Linked DNA regions of Danio rerio: all the other regions are linked to region 1. The links are chromatin contacts, called in public Hi-C maps. All regions are on one chromosome and are shown on one strand. Each heading gives the region's core, a stretch centred on a gene start, on an enhancer-like site or on the middle of the called end of the contact. The rest is flanking DNA. Distances are from core to core; before and after follow the strand shown.

Region 1 (5,051 bases), core at 948-3,447:
CAAAATAATAAAAACCTGTACAAGGAAGATAAATTTGTTACAAAAATTTACATAATGCAAATATCAAAATTTTGCTATTTAAATATAATATTGGTTTTCCTTCTAAATAAATTTCCCATATCCACCCAAAAAACACTGTGTATACACAGTCACAAAACAGGTGGACAATATATTATTTTTCCATGGAACAAAATTCACAAGAATAATCAATATCCAAAGTCAATCTTTTTAAAACCTCTTTAACTAGATATATAAAATGTAAAATTTTTATTTTACTTTATTATTTAAGCAATATATTTCACAAGAACGCCAAGCTTTCTTCCAATTTATATTCATAAATACATTGGTCCATCTTAAGTTTTTATATATAACTGTATCACCTGTTATAATATTTCTAAATCATTTATTAATATAACTTTGTTTAATGATATCAAGGTCTCCTGAAAAAAAAAAAGGTTTTCTTTAACATATTTTCCACACTCATTTCCATACTCTTTTATAAAATGAAGCTGTTGTAATTGGAAAACATAACATATCTAAATATTCACTGTAAGATATTAATTTGCCATTTAAATTTAGAAGTTGCCTAACACAATATCATTTTCATACCAATTTTGAAAGAAGAGAGATTTACATCTATTTATCCAAATAATAGCCTATATTTTTGGGGGGAAAATTTGTGCTTAAATACCAACATCCAGGACAATAAAGCTTGTTTGTGAAATTTAGCTAATTTCACTGGAAGTTTGTCAATTTAAAAATCTGAACAGAAATTCTATGCCCCCTCACCATGTCAAATATGTTTCGGAAAAGTAAATACAGTTGAAGTCAGAATTATTAGCCCCCCATGGATTTATTTTTCTTTTTAAAATATTTTCCCAAATGCGCAAAGGGAATTTTCACAGTATATCTGATAATATTTTTTCGTCTGGAGAAAGTCTTATTTGTTTTATTTAAGCTATATTTTTTCAGATAGTCAGAACAAACCATCGTTATACAATAACTTGCCTAATTACCCTAACCTGACTAGTTAACCTAATAAACTTAGTTAAGGCTTTAAATGTCACTTTAGGCAGTAGAAGTGTTGAATCATATCTAGTAAAATATTATTAACTGTCATCATGACAAAGATAAAATAAATCAGTTATTAGAAATGAGTTATTAATACTATCATGTTTAGAAACAGAAATTGGGGGTTAATAATTCTGACTTCAACTGTACATCAATCCCTTTAACTGACAAGACCAGCTAATGACCTAACATCATGCTCCCGGAAGTGACCAAATTTTTGGAGGGAAATCACTAAATTAACAGAGCAAACACCCGTGAGTACTGACAATGTATCTGATTTATTGTTTGGTATTAGTTGGTTTGTCTTAATCTGAAACATCAATCCTGTTTGCTATAACAAAAAAAAACAAAAAACAAAAAACTTATATTTAAGTATAAAAAGTCGTTAAAGCCGTTTGTGTTGTTGAGTTCATGCAGTAGAGCTGTATTTGATTATATACAGTATTGATATATACATATCTTATTATGTGTTGAATGGTTCGCTTTAGTAGTGAGTTTAGACGCCATTTCGTACTAATTTGAACATGTTATTATTTACTCACCATTATCACCGCTTGTCTTATGAAATACAAATGGAGATATTCTAATTCAATATTAACCGCTTGAGGCGTGTTTAACAAACCGTGTTGATTCTTCTCGCGAGAGACCAAGAGTGAATCTCGTTGGTTCTTTCTCAAGCAAACGTACTTGAACTTAACGTTATTCGATTTGCTGCTCAAAGTTTATCAAATGAAATCTTTTCATCGTTTAGATCAATCACAGTTCTTCAGAAGACTTCAGACAGATTTATAAAACTAATACGTTCATATTTTATGTTGGTATATTCATCACGAACACTTTGAAGTGTTAAGAGTTTTGTGGTAATGTTAAATAGACTTTCAGGTGGGGGACAGAAATCTCCCAGATTAAATATTTTATAAATTTGTGCTCCAAAGAATCTCTCATGATTGAAAGGACATGATGAGGGTGAGTTAAATAATAATAAGAGTTTTTATTTTGGACTCAATAAAATAAAATAATAAAGATCATATTATGAAGGTATTTTTGGCCAGCAGGTGGCAGAACTGCACTGTTCCCGAAGGCCCATAGAAACTGAAGGACATCACATCACATCACACACTGCTGACGGTGAGAGAGCGAGACATAAACAGAGCTGGAGCCCTTACATAACACAGCCAGATGCTCTCTGAGTATGTGTGTGTGTGTGTGTGTCCGTGCACGTCTATCTACTTCGAGTACACCATCCTGCAGCTCAATTTTTTGTTACATTTATTTTAGCTGTGCTAATTTTAATATTACCTGCAAAACGTTTTTAAGACATGTAACTTTGTGGTTAAATTGTGACAGGCAACTAGTATATTATCCCATTAAATAGGCTACTAGCAGTTATTCTGCTTAATCTTTTTGTAGTACCTTTTTAAAAATTACTAGTAATTAATTATTGAATAACAGGTCTTAATTAATTAATTAATTAATGGTATTAATTATTAATTAATGGTATTTATACTGGTACCTATTAAATAGACTTTAATACCAATTAAATGGATGACATGCAATCAATTATTAATTGGGGATTTCTCTTGAACTTGCTAGTTAAACAATATTACCTATTGGATATATGCCAGAACTTTTTAATTACATGCTAGTCCTTATTTCAGAGGTGAATGGTAGCTATTTTCTTGTTATATTTTTGCCACAGATCTGTAATAATAGAGATATTCTAATATCTCTATATGCATTTTATTTATAATGGTTATATTAGAATAATTGTTGATCATTAGGTACTAGTTCTTAATCATTAGACGCTGAAATTATTTAATGTTATACTGTACGTTTTTATACCACAGTTCTGTCTGGTTCTTTAATCTGATGGGTTGATAGCGTACGATATTCTGCCAGTAACAGCACAAATACTGCCTCTTCACCCTTGTGTACCACTCCGCCCACAAACAGCAATACTGTAGGCTGTAATAGACTTTATAGTAGACTGTACAGATACTGTATAGAGATATCTCTGTAGACTGATGGCATTTCATGCAGTTCAGCCTTATAATCTTAAAATGTGAGCAAAATCAGCTGTTTTGTCATCACTTCAGACATTACGCTAGAGAATCATTCAAACACTAGCTCTAAAGTGACGTTGGTGAAGTAGTAACTGCTTTTGCTGTTCTGATGTCAGCTGCAGATGTGAATGAATGGTGGAAGAAAGTAGTTCCTAATACAAAAGGTTTTTAGACTCTCTGTGTTTGATTTTTCTTTTTTATACACACGATTATGTCGTCGAACTGTTGTATAAATGCAATGTCACACTCGTAGCAGTGCGATGTGGCTGTATATCATCACTGGTGGGACGCATACCTCCCACCACGCCAATACACAGCCACATTGCACTGCTACTCGTGTGATATTGATCATTAAACTAATGCCACTTTTTATTTATCTGTATTAGATACTTAAATAAAAATAAAAAAAACTAGTATATAATGAATATGCACTTGTCTATTTAGTAAGATTTAATAAGTAAGACTACTGAGCAATTCCGGCATTATGGATGTGACATTTGCTGTAAAAACTCAAAACATGAATACATAGAGGAAGTATATGTTAACATTACATTGAAACATCTGATTATATTTTCTAAAACAACTCACCGCAGAAGTGTGGTATCAGAAAAATATTAATCTGTAAACATTTTTTATACTTTAAATGAGAAAAACAAGCATGCGTTATGGATGTGACCAAAAAAGTTAGCGAGTTTACAGTAAACAACATACTTTGTAGAATTTCTGTGAATTAAACTGCACAACCCAAAAGAAATAATGCTAATGAAAAGGATAAGAGTCGGCTCATTATAGAACAAAACATGATTGATTTTATTGTATTTGACATTTTTGCTTTTATGAGGAAAAAGGTTTGTTATGGATGTGACACTTTTCCATTATGGACGACAGATGTGAAATTGGCACTTTTGTGACATTAATATATCAAATATAATTGTTTGAAAACACTGACAGAGACATTTTTGAGTATTTTTAAAGTACTGTAAAATACTTGCTTGCACAAAAAATGTAGAAACAGGTTCTCTATTTTGGTGAAAAGTTATTTTTTTCATGGCAAGGTTGACATTTGCATGGAATTGCTAGTATTCATTAAATAAGTACTAGTTTCTTTAAAAAAAGTTCTAGTAAAGAAGGGTACTGGAGCATGAATATGGATACAGTTGAATTCAGAATTATTAGCCCGCTTTAATTTTTTTTCTTTTTAAAATATTTTCCAAATGATGTTTAACAGAGCAAGGAAATTTTCACAGAATAAAAGCAGTTTTAAATTTTTTTAAAAACATTTTAGGGTCAAATTATTAGCCCCTTTAAGCTATATATTTTTTCGATAGTCTACAGAACAAACCATCATTATACAATAAGTTGCTTAATTACCCTAACCTGCCTAGTTAACCTAATTAACCTAGTTAAGCCTTTAAATGTCACTTTAAGCTGTATAGAAGTGTCTTGAAAAATATCTAGTCAAATATTATTTACTGTCATCATGGCAAAGATAAAATAAATCAGTTATTAGAAATGAGTTATTAATACTATCATGTTTAGAAATGTGTGTAGATATCATGTTCAGAAATTGGGGAAAAAAATAAACAGGGGGACTAATAATTCTCACTTCAACTGTACTTGTTTATATGTAAAATGTTAAAATGGATATCAAATCTCTTTATTTTCATAGCATATAAATATTGGAATCATTTAGGTTCTTGATTTGACCATCTGTTACCATATTTATACCGTGGTAAGGTCAGTTATTTTTGTGAGAATACACAGTGTGGGGTTTGATTTCATAATGTCCGCAGGCCTTTCGGCAGCTACACTGTTATTTAACAGCCTTCAGTCTCTAAGCTCAAGGTTAGAAAGTACCAAGTGTGTATATGAGTATCATAATCTTTTAATGTGATTTAGACTGTGTTAAGGCCGTGC
Region 2 (5,051 bases), core at 1,115-3,614, 250 kb after region 1:
ATAAGTGTTTTCATTCCTAAACAAAGCGAAAGCACAGAACACTCACGTTTAAGAGCAACGTCTGATTGTCAGACTCTGATCGCTGATTGGTTCTTGTACTAGAAGGCGGGGCTTCATTCGCCAAATTGACTGTTACACTTTTCCCCATTCCAAATAAAATGAGTGTCGTGTCTTGTGTATTCTGTAGTCTTGGATTGTACAAAAGGCCTTTTCAACAAACATATCCAAATGTTTTTGGCTGCTCGCGCCATTCGCTCGACAGGTGACTCACACTCTGCACAGCCTTCAACTGCAGCTTGTGCTGTATCAAACAGACACACGTCACTTCATTACTATAGCGACCGTTTTTCGACTGAACTAAATTTATTTATCATGTCTTGGTCACACTTTTTGGAGGGTCAAAACAAATTGCCTCGGGGCCGGGATTGGCACGCTGGCTGCCTATTGAATAGCCCTGGCATACACAATAAAAAGAGGTCATATTTTACATTACTTTTTCCAAGTGTTGAAATAATTCTACGAAGCCGACCATTTCAGTAAACAATGTCTGTGACCTTTCATCTGCATGACTTGTGCAACAGTTTTCAAAAAGCCAACATTTACAGAACTACTTTTATTTACAGAACTACAAATACATTTGCAGAACTAAAAATAGTTTGGGGAAAAATAAATGATATAAATAATTTTTTTTTGTAAATGTTTTGTTAATTTAGTCTTTTATATTACTGACTTAGTTATGGACAAATCACTGAGACCAATCATGCTAATGAAGAAACATAATATAATGTGGCAGGAATAATCACCCAATTATCTTGGTTTAGATTGACAAGTGGGATGCAACATAGTGAGAAGATATTTCTACAGACAAATGCAACCGTTTTTTTTTTTATTTTATTGAATGTGAGGGCTTATTGGTTAGCACTGTCACCTCACAGCAAGAAAGTCGTTGGTTTGAGTTCCGACTGGGTTAGCTAGCATTTCTGTGTGGAGTTTGCATGTTCTCCCAGTGTCCTTGTGGGTTTTCTCCAGGTGCTCCGGTTTCCCCCACAGTCCAAAAACATGTGGTACACGTAAATTGAATAAGCGAAGTTTCATAAACTAATTTTGAGAGGAGCATGTGATATGATCAACTTCAGCTGACCCTCATCACTAATCATTAGCTAGCCAATCAGAGCATTCCAAAACTACTATATATATATATCCTGATTAATCTTTATTCCCTATCTCCGTTTTCGAAAACCCTTCCAACAACCCCCTTTTCCCTCCGCCTCTTTTATGATCGGGCAACACGGTGGCTCAGTGGTTAGCTCTGCTGCCTCGTAGCAAGAGGGCCACAGGTTCAAGTCCTATTCGAACCAGTCAGCACTCCCTGCGCGGAGTTTGCACAGTCAAAAAAAACATGTACAAAAGTGAATTGTAATACAGTCTCAAGCAACTAGCGCATACATGCCTAACCAATCAGTATCACCCATTAGCCAGGGTACGGGGGCATTCGAGAAACACCTGATCTCGTATCCCTCCTATTGCTCATTGACCAGGCGGGAACCTTGGGCTCATCTATCTGCAAGTTCAGGGTTCTTTCCCGGGAAAGCATGCCAAACCTGCTACCCTAGTTGAGCATTATGTAAGTGTGAACTCTTGAAACTAAATTGAACTAAATTGTGTGTGAATGAGTGTGTATGGATGTTTTCCAGTACTTGATTGCAGCTGGAAAACATATGCTGGATAAGACCCCTGATTATTAAAGAGACTAAGAACCATTGCTATTGTTTGCATCTCTCAAAATGGTCAATTTGTTTAAATCACGACTATTAATTAATTAATTAATTATTTTTTTCTTCAGCTAATGTTTTCTTGTATTATATTTTGAATTTCCATAGCTTCCAAGAATCCAAAAAGGTCCACATATTGATAAATGCTGTCATGGCAGTCGTTTTAACATTCAGATATGATTAAATTGCCTCTTGTGAAATAGTTTGGTGACAAGCAGAAAATGTTCATGGGCCAATGACATGACCACATTGAAATGGTCTATACATTTAAATTTAGCCCTAACACTAAAAGTGATTATTCTTATAGAAGCTGATCCTTTTGTGATCTCAAATTAATTGCATAACATCACATCCTTAATTGAAGTGTGATTAAAAACCTACAAGATGCATGAAGTATTATTTTCTGAACAAATACAAATTGTATTTAATATTCACCACAGCTGCTGATGTGTATATACTGTATATGTGATGTGGCACCTGTTGAGCAAAACAAAAGTGTGAAATCAGAATGTTTACATAAAGCTGTCCTTGTGATAATGGAAAAATCTAAAACATCTGAATCCGAGACACAGCACTTAGACGGAGCACATAACTGCACATAACCTCGGAGAATCATTGCAGCGCTCGTCTCATCTGAGTTTTCTTGTAAAAATGGAGCAGAAGGTTGTTCTCATCACTGGATGCTCTTCAGGGATTGGACTCAGCCTTGCTGTGCATCTCGCATCAAATCCAGCAAAAGCCTACAAAGGTATTAGAACAACACATTTCAGTGGGTTCTGTTAAATTGAGTGTTTGTGCATGTCTGATCTTTACAGTTAACCAAAACGTTATTATTTTATTAATATACTGCACTGTAAAAAGCGATAGTACACTGTAAAACAATTCTTACATTTTTTTGTTGAATCGGTTACTTTTTAGACACCTCAACTTACATTAAACTAATCAAAAATATGAAGTTAACATTTGTATAGCTTAAATATTTGAAAACTGGTTAACTTATTAAAGTAAGCTCAATCAACAAAAATATTTGTTGTCTTCAATTTTTGTCATTCATTTTTTCACAACAAGGGACTCCTGAACACATCACAAAAATCAACACACATCTGTGGCTCATTCAGAGAACTACACAGTGTTAAAAATCTATGTGCTATCAGCTTTTGAATGGGGTCATTTTTTTTAAATAAATATAAATTCAACTATTATTTTGTTATTATTTGTTATTTTGTTATTATCTTGTTGAGTATGTGTGACCCTGAACCGCAAAACCATAAGTGCCAATTTTTAGAAAATGAGATGTATCCATTATCTGAATGCTGAATAAATAATGCTAGGACAGGACGGCATTAAACTGAGATACAACTATGTGAAAATGTACAATCTGAGGGATTCAAAAAGAAAATGATGAGACATAAAACGCCTTTAAAGTCGTCAAGTTCTTACTAGCAATGCACATTACTAATGCAAATTGAGTTTTACAAAATATAATTAACATTACAATCAGTGTCAAACTATGACTTCTTACTGATGTTGTTTAGTCTATGCTACTATGCGGAACTTGGACAAGAAGCAACGGCTGCTGGAGAGCGTCAGAGGACTGCATAAAGACACTCTGGACATCCTGCAAATGGATGTAACTGACCAGCAATCTATACTTGATGCTCAAAGAAATGTTACAGAGGGCAGAATTGACATACTGGGTAAGAGAAAATTAGACATTTCTCCTTGAAAAAAAATAAATAAATAAAGGGATAGTTCACACAGTATATATATATATATATATATATATATATATATATATATATATATTTATATATTTTTTAAAACAGCAGAAAGAAATTATGACAGAACATTAATTTTTGGTGAACTCTCCCTTTAAATGCTCACATGCACAGCCATTCTCATGTATTTCCTCCTGATATTTTTGTGTTAGTGTGTAATGCCGGTGTGGGTCTGATGGGTCCTCTGGAAACCCACTCGCTGGACACTATAAGAGCCATCCTGGACGTCAATCTGCTGGGCACCATCCGCACCATACAGACCTTCCTACCAGACATGAAGAAAAAGAGACACGGCAGAATCCTGGTCACCGGCAGCATGGGAGGACTGCAGGGTGAGAGAAGAACTTTCACTTACTCGCACACACACTCACTTACTCGCACACACACTCACTTACTCTCGCACGCACGCACGCACGCACTCACGCACTCACGCACTCACTCACTCACTCACTCACTCACTCACTCACTCACTCACTCACTCACTCACTCACTCACTCACTCACTCTCTCTCTCACACACACACGCACACACACACACACACACACACACACACACACACACACACACACAGAGACACAGAGACACACACACACACAGACACAGACAGACACAGACAGACACAGACACACACAGACACAGACACACACACACACACACACACACACACACACACACACACAGACAGACAGACAGACACACACACGCACGCACGCACACGCGCACACACACACACACACACACACACACACACACACACACACACACACACACACACACACACACACACACACAAATATTTTCTGTCTTTTAGTAGAGATATTATATAAGAGACTTGCTTTATTTACCAATTAAGTGGATCGAATTGGATTTGGTTTGTAGACATTAAATAAAATAAAAGTTTAAAAGGTATTATTTTTTAATTTCATATATTACGTTTTTAGTTATGATAATTCCAAAATCATTTCACATAAATCTGCAGATTTTTTACAAAATCCTCTGCAGAAATACCAGATAATGACCACAGATTCTGTCTGGCCCTACTTATAGGCAAGACATCTAAAAGGGAGCTTCATAATAAAGATTTGCCCACTTCATTCATTCATTTTCTTTTCGGCTTCGTCCCTTTATTAATCAGGAGTCGCCACAGCGACTACCTACTGCACCACTGCGTTGCCGATTTGCCCACGTCAGTCCTGTAAATTTCTATTTTGCAGTTTCATTTATGAGATTAATTGATAATTGAATTTAGGGTGGGTAAATAAATAAATAAATGTGTCATAATAAGTGTTGTATGTAATTAGTCTCAGTAATTACACTGTAGGGGAGGTGCGGTGGCGCAGTGGGCAGTGCTGTCGCCTCACAGCAAGAAGGTTGCTAGTTCGAGCCTCGGCTGGGTCAGTTGGCATTACTGTGTGGAGTTTGCATGTTCTCTCCGTGTTGGCGTGAGTCCAAAGACATGCAGTATAGGTAAAGTTGAGAAGACTAAATTGTCCATAATGTA
Region 3 (5,051 bases), core at 1,321-3,820, 170 kb after region 1:
AAACTATAAATAAATAAATACTAAAGAAAAATGTGTTCACAAAATAAAAACTAAACTAAAACAAACAAAACTATTAATGAAATGAACTAAAACTAAATTGTAAAAAAAAAAAAATATATATATATATATATATATATATATATATATATATATATATATATATATATATATATATATATATATATTTAATCTTGCAAAACTATAATCACTATGGCTTCGCTTTGGCCCAACAATACCAGGCAGAGTGGACACATACATTCTGCTATCTGAACTAGCTAGGCTGCTGATTTATACAGTTGATCATTCACTGGATTAGTCTTTAACTTCGGTTATTACAGTGTACACGTCTATTTCTTCCCACTTGCTACTGGCTGAAGGTAATTATAGAGCAGGGATGTGATGACGGCCTGAGAAGATCATCATTTACCCATTTATAAAGAGCAGTTTGCTGGCCATCTGTGCTATTTGTTATTAGTAGGATAACTAGAGAAAAAGGAGATTTCCATATATGTAATGGACAATAAACTAGGCAAAAATATTGGTTTGCAACATTCAAAATGTATATGAGAATGATGGGAGGGAAAAGGTAGAATAAAAATTAAACCTGTGAAAGGTACAGTGCTTAGCATGACCCCCACAAATCTCTCATTCAAATGAATATATTCTATAGGATGCTTTATAATTATATGAGTGCATATACATTAGTTTAGTCAGTACTGAAGCCAAATCTGGAGCCAATATAACAAATTAACTTACAATAATGGTTCAAAAATTTGTAGGGCAAATTTATATGACATAGAAAATGTTTAAATAAAATTTTCAAAAATAGCAAAAACCAAGAGAAATAAAAAATATATACAATTTTATTGAAATGTTGTAGTTTGTAATTTTTTATTTTTTATTTTTGCAATATTTTGTGATAATTTAAATGTTTTCTTTTTCTAAAGACTAAAATAGTATTTTAATAAATATCCATTTAATTAACCGTTTAATAAATCTGGTTTGTTCAAATGCACCAAAATATTTTACCCATATTCACTAAGAAATGGATACAAATATTCATTTTTAAAATGGGGTGTACTCATTTATGCTGAGCACTGTATGTTGTATAAACTTTTTTTTTTTTATGCATTTTTTCTTAATGACATTTCCTTCAAATATAATTATTTCAGTTAGAGTCATTAGTTTGCAGTGTGTTTCAGACACGTTTAAATTTCTTTATCGACAATACAATATATGATTCAATATTTGGTGGAATAACTCACAGCAAATCTAATTATTTGTTATCCTGATAGATTGTTATTTTCCCAACTAAAATAAGCTCTAAATGAAAACACTTTTATTTGAAATTTATTAGAAAAATAAAATAATAAAATAAAAGACTTTATGGAATGAAACAAATGTTATTGTTATATATGGAAAGATTTTTTCAGCAAATTTTTATACCAAATTGTTTTATTTTAATCATTTCTGATAATGTCATGAATAATGACTTAAATAATAATTTACAATTTTTTTTGTAATTTTTTTAATCAGCTTAAAGTACAATAGCTAGGCAAGTTGGGTTAATTAGGCAAATCACTGGACAACATCAAAACAGAAAAAATATATTGAAAAAAGAGCTAATAATGTTGACCTTGGCAGTTTTTTTTTTTTTCATTTAAAAATATTTTTTATTTATGTCAGCCAAACTAAAATTCTTTAAGTCTGTCTTAAAGTAAATTACTTTCTCTAGAAGAACAAAATAAAAATAAATACTGTGGAAAATGTCATCGCTATATTAAACAAATTAAATAATAAATAAACAATAAACAAATTAATTTCTCTAATTTAATAAGTGAATAGAAAGTAAATAAATGTTAGATATATTATTTTATTCCAGCAAAACTAAAAGCAATAAGACTTTCTTCAGAAGAAAAAATATAAAACAAAATACTGTGAAAAATTCCTTGCTCTACCTACTTTATGTACACATAGATAGATAGATAGATAGATAGATAGATAGATAGATAGATAGATAGATAGATAGATAGATAGATAGATAGATAGATAGATAGATAGATAGATAGATAGATAGATAGATAGATTGATTGATTGATTGATTGATTGATTGATTGATTTTTTTTTATATTTCCCAAATGATGTTTAACAGAGCAAGGGCATTTTCACTGTATGTCTGATAATATTTTTTCTTCTGGAGAAAGTCTGATTTGTTTTATTTCAGCTAGAATAAAAGCAGTTATTAATTTTAAGGACCAACTTATTAGCCCGTTTGAACAATTTTTTCTTTTCTTTTTTTTTAGATAGTCTACAGAACAAACCATCATTATACAATAACTTGCCTAAATACCCTAACCTGCCTATAGTTAATCTAATTAACCTAGTTGAGCCTTTAAATGTCACTTTAAGCTGTATAGAAATATCTTCAAAAATATATGGTCAAATATTATTTACTGTCATCATGGCAAAGATAAAATAAATCCATTATTGGAGATGAGTTATTAAAACTATGATGTTTAGAAATGTGTTGAAAAAATCTCTCTGGTAAACAGAAATTGGGGAAAAAATTTATAAAATAATTTAGGATAATTCAGGGAGGGCTAATAATTCTGACTTCTACTGTATGTGATTTAAACACGATTAAAATAATTTGCATGACACAACGATTTGCCTCATTTTCATTCAAGGAAAGCATAATTTCTTGTATTACTGTGGGCTGAAACATGATCTTGAAATGTGCTCAGCATTGCTAATATTCAGTCATCGTTAATATCCACAGTCATATGACAGGCATGTCTGAAATCGACACTATATATTCGACATGTTTCAGGCATGTAGCTGTAACTCCCCAAGACGTTCAGTTTGATTTTAGGAATCAGATTAGGTGTATCGTGTTCCAGATCCCCATATCCACTCCAGCCAGCTTTCTAAATGAAGCTGCTGACCCATTAAGCTCGCCCATAAATTATTCCTTATTGATGAATTAAGCACTGAAGCAGAGGATTCTTCTGGAAATAAAAGACAGCAGCATCGTGATGTCCCATTATTCTGCTCACTCACCCACGAGATTGCTTTGAAAACTCGTAAAACATTCATTATGGCGGAGTGATTCATTCATTCATACCTTAATGTGTTCATTCGTCAACTTAATCATTCCTTTTTTTTTATTAAAAACGAGTATTGCATGTCGTGTCAACTACAATAATGTACGTAAAAGCCTATGACGGTGTAACATGCAATCATCAGCTTAAAGACTGTTGATAAAATGATCCCCCCTGACTGGATATAATGGTACAGACACATGGCAATTCATATCAATTACATTAAGAGTGGTGCAATTGCGCCCCCCAGTGTAGATGAAAAACCTGAAGCATAACTAAAAGCATGTCTGGGATGTTTATTAGATAATAAATTATCAGGAGATGTTATGGCAAGAAAGCTTGGCAAGAAGATATGTGAAAATTAGGTTCTTAGCAAGGCAAGCTGATCTGTTGGATGTTCATTCTTTAAAATTATTGGCAGGAGCTTTGATTCAACCTCATTTAGATTGTTACTTCATTTTGGTATAGTAGCTGCTCATAGAATATGAAGATAAAATTGCAAAAGGCACAACATAAATTAGTATGAATCATTTTAAAAATTCATCCTAGAGCAATAGAGTATGTTTTTTAAAACTGGGAATGGTACGTAAAATGTTTAAAAATGTGGTTCCTTGTTATTTGGTGAACTATTTTCAAATGGTGAGGCAACATCATTCATACAGTACTAGGGGTTGGGATTTTAATATTTGTTTATTTCAATTTAGAAGTCTAATGGGGGTAAATGTTTTTATATACAAGTGCAATCATGTGGAACAAATTATCAAAATCGATCAAAGAAATAAAAGACTTAGGGAGGTTCAAAAAAGCTATCAAAAGATGGTTGTTTGATGAGGATAATTAGTTTGCATGGTGGACGAGGATGTTTTATTTGAAATATTACTTGATTGTGAATAGGGTTGCAGCTGGAAGGCCATTCGCTGCGTAAAACATATGCTGGATAAGTTGACGGTTCATTCGGCTGTGGCGACCCCTGATTAATAGAGGGACTAAGCCGAAAAGAAAAATGAATGAATGAAGGAAGGTATTTCTGAATTATTTTGTTACTGTTTTAAAATGTGGAGGTGTTTGTTTTATGCATCATCGGTATTTTGAAGCCATACTTTGGTTTTTCTAACAGCGAGGACCACAATGGAAGCAGGCCTATTGTGTTTTTATCCTCGACAGTTTTTATTTCAAAATGTATGGGGTACTTGTATTTTTGTACAGCTTTTCTAAAATCTGTCACATAAAATTCAATTGAGTTCAATCTGGCCACTTTACTAAGATCCATAATACATCTTCAGCTCCTTGTTATTGTAAATATCTGACTGGACATTTAGGCTTGTAGACCTGTTCCAGATGATCTGAAGTTTAAATTAGCTATAAGAATAAGGAAGAAGGTCCTGACCTGACTAATCCACTTGTTGATGTCCTGTTTTGATTTAAACATGAAAGAATTGCATTAATGGCAGACATTGACACGATGTACTATCAAGTACGAGTTCAAAATCATCCTTGTGACTTCCTTAGATTCCTGTGGTGGCCACAGGGAGATGTCAACCAGCTGCTTGAAGTATACAGGCTGAATGTCCATCTTTTTGGGGCAGCGTCATCACCCAGTATCGCCAATTGTGCTTTAAAGCAAACAGGAACTGACAACAGATACAGCTCACAGGTCATCGACACAATCAATTAATCATTACACTGATGATTGTCTCAAGTCTGTGGCCTCTGTGAAAGAACAATCAAGCTCACTAAAGATTTCAGGAAAGCCTGCACCCTAGCTGAATTTACTTTGAATAAATGGGTGAGTAACAGCTATGAAGTCCTTGAAGCCATTCCACAAAATTCTAGAGCCCCTCTTGTGAAACAGCTTAACTCTTGAGAAGGCACTTAAAATCCAGTGGAACATCTTAAAGGATGTCCTTACCTTTCGGGTAGCAGTCAAGAACCAAGCTCCCACAAAACGTA

Evidence for each region. Hi-C and Micro-C count contacts between places; a contact is called where the count stands out from the background.
Region 2: a Hi-C map of embryo shows a contact between it and region 1, with 2.8 times the contacts expected there. The contact joins the promoter of hsd17b1 here to the enhancer-like site in region 1. A contact is called at or near these places in 2 of 18 Hi-C or Micro-C datasets (caudal fin and embryo).
Region 3: a contact with region 1 is called in a Hi-C map of hematopoietic stem cells, with 4 times the contacts expected there. The contact joins two enhancer-like sites. A contact is called at or near these places in 8 of 18 Hi-C or Micro-C datasets (caudal fin, embryo, fibroblasts and 3 more) and 1 of 4 datasets of contacts at active chromatin or transcription factors (caudal fin).

What each region holds. Positions count from the first base shown.
Region 1 is chr3:17,069,812-17,074,862 of GRCz12tu, reverse strand. No RefSeq gene overlaps it. Among named protein-coding and RNA genes, the nearest start is that of spag9a, 83 kb to the left of the region's middle. Within about 2 kb of position 2,197, at least 36 of the 62 cell types and tissues checked have an H3K27ac peak or open chromatin away from gene starts, as enhancers often do.
Region 2 is chr3:16,822,869-16,827,919 of GRCz12tu, reverse strand. hsd17b1 (hydroxysteroid (17-beta) dehydrogenase 1) reads left to right here and starts at 2,364. Exons shown (of 6, transcript NM_205584.2): 1 at 2,364-2,520; 2 at 3,308-3,469; 3 at 3,703-3,882. The coding sequence starts at 2,424.
Region 3 is chr3:16,900,015-16,905,065 of GRCz12tu, reverse strand. No RefSeq gene overlaps it. Among named protein-coding and RNA genes, the nearest start is that of wfikkn2a, 25 kb to the right of the region's middle. Within about 2 kb of position 2,570, at least 5 of the 62 cell types and tissues checked have an H3K27ac peak or open chromatin away from gene starts, as enhancers often do.